Regions from separate parts of the Mus musculus genome. Here region 2 is linked to region 1. The links are chromatin contacts, called in public HiChIP or PLAC-seq maps. All regions are on one chromosome and are shown on one strand. The core of a region is the stretch at or near the end of the contact, and the rest is flanking DNA. Distances in the headings are between cores, read along the strand shown.

Region 1 (2,782 bases), core at 172-2,671:
TTCAGTTTAGGTATAGAATTGCAGGCAGTTCTCCTAGGCCTCTTCTTTCTTACCGCCATTTCTCCTCCCTTTATGCTCAGAATCTGGGCCTCAAAACCCCGCAGAGGAAGTGTTACTCACATAACTGTTACTCACTCATCTGCTTTCTCCTATTTCTCCAGCATAGTCTGAGGGCCAGGCTCAGACAATGTGATCACAGCCTGTGATTAACCACTACGTAGTTGTCCATGGTATAGAGGCACCATGGTTTGCTTAACAAGTCCTGCCCTCCTAGATGCATGTGTTCTTCCTTATCCAAGGGATACTTGATAAGAGAACTTGAAAAATATGTACGTGATGCCTTGCTAAGATACTGAATACCTGGCCTTCGTGAGTACAGGTTCTGTGTGATCTTTCAGGTACTTCTAAATGCATTATGACCCAGGCAAGCCTGTGAGGTAGACTAGACAGGAAGATGTATCTAGACCTAACTTGTATAAATTTAAATAAATCTCTCTTCCTAAGCCTGTTCCCATTCTTAGCCTTTTCTCTGTTACTCACATAGAAGTGTGTTTCCACATATAATAACACACTCGTCCTAACAGCCTCTCTTTGGGAATGTCATCTAATGTTCTGGCTAGTTTTATGTCAAACTTGACACAAGCTAGAATCATTTAGGAAGAGGAAACCTCAAGTTGAGAAAATGCCCCTACCAGATAGACCTTTTTATTTTTAATTGATTGATGATTGACATGGAGGACCCAGCCCGCAGCCCGTTGTGGGTGGGGTCATCCCAGGCACATGAGCCTGGGGTGTATGAGGAAGCAGGGTGAGCAAACAATGGGAAGCAAGCCAGTAAGCTGCAGAGCTCCACGGTGTGTGCTTCCTTTCCTGCCTCTAAGTTCTTGCCCTGAGTTCCTGCCCTGTCTTCCCTTCGTGATGGAGTGTGCTCTGAGAGACGTAAGATGAAACTAACCATCTTCCTCCCCAGGTGACTTTGGTCACAGTGTTCTATCCCAGTAATTGAAACAATAGCCAAGACACCAAAATTCCTTAAGTCTTCCTTTCCTCTCCTGTAGAGCGGAGATCTAGCAGAACTTCCACCTGGGGTGAGAGGTGACAGAATGAAAAGAGGCAGATGACCACAGTGACTGGCCCACAGAAAGAAAAAGAAAACATTTACTATTTCATTTTCCTAATGGCATTAACGTGCTTTGTTCTTTTATGCTAAGTACACTTGACAAGTTTCACAGATTTGCATATGTTAGCACACAGAGATAACCCCTCTTTCAGTATGCAGATGTCCCTTGGCTTGTGATGGGTTATACTCCAACCAACTTACCATAAGTTGAAAATAGCATGAAGTCAAAAGATGCATTTAATACACTTCGCTGACCCAGTGTCCAGGCTAGGTGCCGTGGAACACGGGTGAACATTTGGTTTTCCCCTCTTGGGATCCTGGGGCTGAGCTATGGCTGCAGCTTGTGTGCTATGGCTGTAGCTTGGGCCCCTGCTACCCAGCATTAGGAAAGATCACTTGTCATTGGGGTCAGGCTCGGAGATGATCAAAGCTCAACATGTAGTTTGTATGAGATCCGTGTAGCTTTCGCACAACTTTGAAGTTGAAAAAAAAATGTAAATCAGATTATCCCTCAGAACTACGGTCACCCCTCAGGAGCCACCTGTACCTTCCTTCCTCGGTGTGTTAGGTCTGCTCAGGCTGTAGGATGTGACACAATGTCAGACTGGGTGACCGAGGGAGTGTTTGGTCTTCTGGGTCCTGAAGCTGGGAACACTGGGGATTACGTGACTACAGACGAGTTTTCTGGTCCTGACCTTCATCCTGGCTTCAGGAGAGCCACCATTTGGCTGTGTCCCAACCTTCAAGTAGAGAAAGCTCTTTGGCGTCTTCATTTTATCAGAACCCCAACGGCATCATGACCTCATCTAAACAGCATTGTATCCCAAAGGCTTCATCCCCATCCAACACCATGATGTGGGGAGGCAGGCCTTCAAGGGCATGAGCTCTGGAGGGATACAAACTTAGTCCATAAACAGGGTGATTATGAAAATAAGGTGACTCTTTTACATTAAATGAGAGAGCAGTTAGAGAGTTAAACTTTTCATGTGAAGGTCTAGATAATATAAACTTTAGGTTTGTGGAACACAGGGTCTGTGTCACAATGGTGATGTCACAATGGAAAGAAAATTAAAAGACCAGATGGCTGTGGCTGTGTCCCCAAAAGTGTGTGTGTTGACAATGAAATTCAACTCATAATTTTTCACACACACACATACACAAAACCGTAATTGTTTTAACTATTAAAAACTAAATCCCTAGATCATGAGCTAGATTTGAGCCTCAGGCTATATCAATTTGAACCAAGCAAGATGGCAGGAAAGTCACCGAAAAGCTCCACTGGAGCAGAAAGAGAGAGGGTCAGACATGACGACGCTGCAGCTTCCAAGCTAAGTTAGAAAGACTCCACTACGGTTTGGTCACAGCGACACTGTGACTAATCTCTGAGGACATTTTTGTGTCAGCATGGAGTGGCCCCGTCAGGGACCAAGCCTGCAGTGCGGTAGCCACAGCCTTCCTTACCACCCCAGTCACCTGCACCAAGCAGACTGTTACAGCTTCAAAGCTTCAAGAAACAGAAATGAGGTTAAAAGTCATTATGGCCCGCAAGGACTATGGATGACCTCTTCCAACATGCCGGCCAGACGTTTCCAACCCATCCCTTCCTGGATTAGAGTTTTAGCGCTGAAGGCTTATCTGGCTCCCTGAGACCCGGAGAATCTT
Region 2 (2,913 bases), core at 196-2,695, 510 kb after region 1:
ATGAATGCCCATTGTAAATTTACTAATGCGTTTGCGATTGTACGAGGGATAGTTATATCATGTTAGGCGTATTTACAACCTTGTTATTGTTTCATGTGAACATGAGATATTATTTGTGTCAAGTTGACAAGGGGTGGATTGTAGTGGCTATTCCTGGTTGTCAACTTGACAATATTTGGAATGAACTACAATTCGGAATTGGAAGGCTCACCAGTGACCCTTATCTGGAGGCTTGGAGATCCTTATCTGGATCTTGGTTTGAAGATCTTGAGCCATAGTGGCTATGGATTCCAGAAGATTGAATCTCCGAGTTAAGGAACACACCTTTAATCTGGGCTATGCCTTTCATCTGGGATTAAAGGTGTGGTGGAACACACCTTTAATCTGGGCTACACCTTTTGCTGGAGACAATATAAGGACATTGGAAGAAGGGAGTCTAGCTCTAGCTCTTGCTCTTGCTCCTTCGCCTGCTTGCTGCGTGAGACTGAGTAACTGCTAGATCCTTGGACTTCCATTCACAGCTGCGACTGAACCATTGTTGGGAATTGGGCTGCCGACTGTAAGTCATCAATAAATTCCTTTACTATTTAGAAATTATCCATAAGTTCTGTGACTCTAGAGAACCCTGACTAATACACTAACCAACCAAGGTTTGCTATTTGTTATCCCAGGACTCCAGCTCTCCCAGGACAGGAATAAATCTCACTCTCCACCTTCAGAGAGACAAGCTCCTTGTAAACGAATTATAAAATCCTTCTGAGTAACAGGAAACAAAAGCAGCAGATACTGCTTATAAATTCCATAATTTGGATAACCCAGTAATTTGTGAGTATTCATTTTCACTGTTTTAGTATTTTTAGTCATTCGCACACTGCGGAAAGTTGCATTAAATATTCTTACAGGTTTCTGAAGATACCAAGCATCTAGTTACCTCTTTGACCCTGTTACCTCGCCTAAGATATAGTGTGTGTACGCACAAAAAGTCCAAAAAACCCAATATAGCCGTTGCCAGTTATTTCTTGGTGTGAGCAGTACTTTGCGAAGAACAAATGACATCTGGGCTTTCTATTGAGGTTCTCGGTCCCGCCCAGGTATCAGGTCATCGAACCTCCAAGAATCAGGAGACCAAGGTTCTAATTCCTGGAAAACGAACTACCAAAAAATGTGAGAAAACCTGTAACAAGCCCCGCGCGAGTAACCAGCCGGAACCTTGACCTCAAGATGGCGTCGCACAGTCATAAGATTCAATCGGCTCCAATCAAAAATGGCAGGGTGGGTGGTAATTTACAGCTCGAGCCTCTCTAGGTCCCACTAGACAATCCCACTCTATGGTCATCCCTCTGTACTTAATGAGTCAGAGGCGACGGCGGAGACTATCTAGGCATCACCTTCTCTATGGTTATCCCTTTCCACGCCTCCTGGCGCAGTGCACGCCGGGCAAGAGGAAGCCCTCCAGGAGCTCCCCGCGCAGCGCGGCTGTGTTTTGCGGCCTAGGCGAGTAGGCGCTTCGGAACCAGTCTCTAGAGTCGGGCGGCGCGCAGACACCTCGAACCGGTGGAGCCCCACTCCATCACCTGACGCCCAGAGGCCGCGAAGACAGTACCGTTTTCTTAGCGGCGGGTGAGTCCACGCTTCCGAACGCGTGAGGAAACCGCTCGACCTGCTACCTCAGCTGCGGGAGGAGGAGGCGGCGGCGGAGAAGCCAGGGCCGCTGTGGAGGCCCAGCGGGGTGGGGGGTGGGGGGGGGTGGGGAGACGGGGCGGGGTGGGGGAGGGGACGGGCACGCGGCTCGGGCTTCTCTTCCCCTCCAAGGCCTCGGAAAAACCAGTGAACCAGGAGCCCGGGGAGGCCGGGCCCACGGCCGGAGCGGTCCTCCGGGAATTTTATTTTATTTTTTGTCGCCCACTTTGTCTATTGGCTTCCGTTTCAGTTTGGGAGCGAATCGCCTCGGGCCCTGACGGGGCTCCTGTCTTAGCCAGGGCTAGGATCGGTCGGCCCGGAGGCCCTTGTCTCCTCGGGGCCTCCAGAGCCACCTCTCAGTAGGTTTCCGGGGCCGAGGACTCAAGTGCCTCCAGGCTGCGCCTTGAAAGTAGCCTGCGCCCACTCTTGGAGCGAGGTGCGGGCCACCAACGGATTTCTTTTCTGTCTGGTAGTCTAGTGCCAGCCGCCAAAAGAACGGGCCCCACCCCTCCTTGAGTTTATCGAGTGGCCACTTTTTTGGTTTTAAAGCACCTTTCCTGCTTGTTGGAGCTAGTGATGAGTTTCACCGTCTGATCCCCTTTCCGATTGGGAGGGATGCTGTAAAGGATCTCTCCATTCATTCTAGGCGGCACCAGCCTTCTTCATATTAAAATATGCTGCCCTCCTTTTGTTTTCAGTATTGATTTTTAAATACAGTTTTCGAAATAAGAGTATGAAGGTTATCTTGAAGTTATGTAATAATGGATTTATATTGACGTGGAAATGCCATTTTGATACAGGTCAGAGTAAAGCCGACCAAAAGGAGGGAAAAGATTGGGCTTCTCTTGTATCATAGTGCTTTAGTGAAATAAGGTGAATCAGGTAGAGGCAGTATTGTATAAACAGTTTTTTTGTGTGTTGTCTGTGAGCACCCTCAATTTCAGTTTCTCTTCAGTTTAAAAATCTCTTGTTTTTTTTCCCCACAAGTAAGAGGGTCGCTGTATGATATTGATTCTTGTAAGCCTGTATATAGATTTAAGAAAGGTTGATAGTTTAACGGGGAGTATTCACACCACGAATGTAATTTTGTGAGAACTTTAATTTTTTTATAAAAGATATTTCAAAGAGTTCAGTGTTCTCATAAGACATTCAATTGCTCAGTTGTGATTCAAGCAGACAATGTGCTTATTAAACTTTTTTAAGTCTTGATTTTCTTCATCAGTAAAATGAGAG

What was found. HiChIP or PLAC-seq counts read pairs in DNA pulled down with a chosen protein or histone mark.
Region 2: a contact with region 1 is called in an H3K4me3 HiChIP or PLAC-seq map of forebrain, with 3 times the contacts expected there. The contact joins the promoter of Rbm25 here to the promoter of 1700030I03Rik in region 1. A contact is called at or near these places in 1 of 39 promoter capture datasets (hippocampal neurons), 3 of 484 Hi-C or Micro-C datasets (the HPC-7 cell line, embryonic fibroblasts and palatal mesenchyme), 4 of 115 datasets of contacts at active chromatin or transcription factors (embryonic forebrain, embryonic hindbrain, fetal liver and 1 more) and 1 of 9 other capture datasets (embryonic stem cells).

Annotation. Positions count from the first base shown.
Region 1 is chr12:83,119,994-83,122,775 of GRCm38.p6, forward strand. It overlaps 1700030I03Rik (a long non-coding RNA gene), which reads left to right and starts at 1,422. Exons shown (of 2, transcript XR_872868.2): 1 at 1,422-2,782. All of the region lies in intron 15 of Rgs6 (regulator of G-protein signaling 6), which reads left to right.
Region 2 is chr12:83,630,798-83,633,710 of GRCm38.p6, forward strand. Rbm25 (RNA binding motif protein 25) reads left to right here and starts at 1,446. Exons shown (of 19, transcript NM_027349.4): 1 at 1,446-1,620.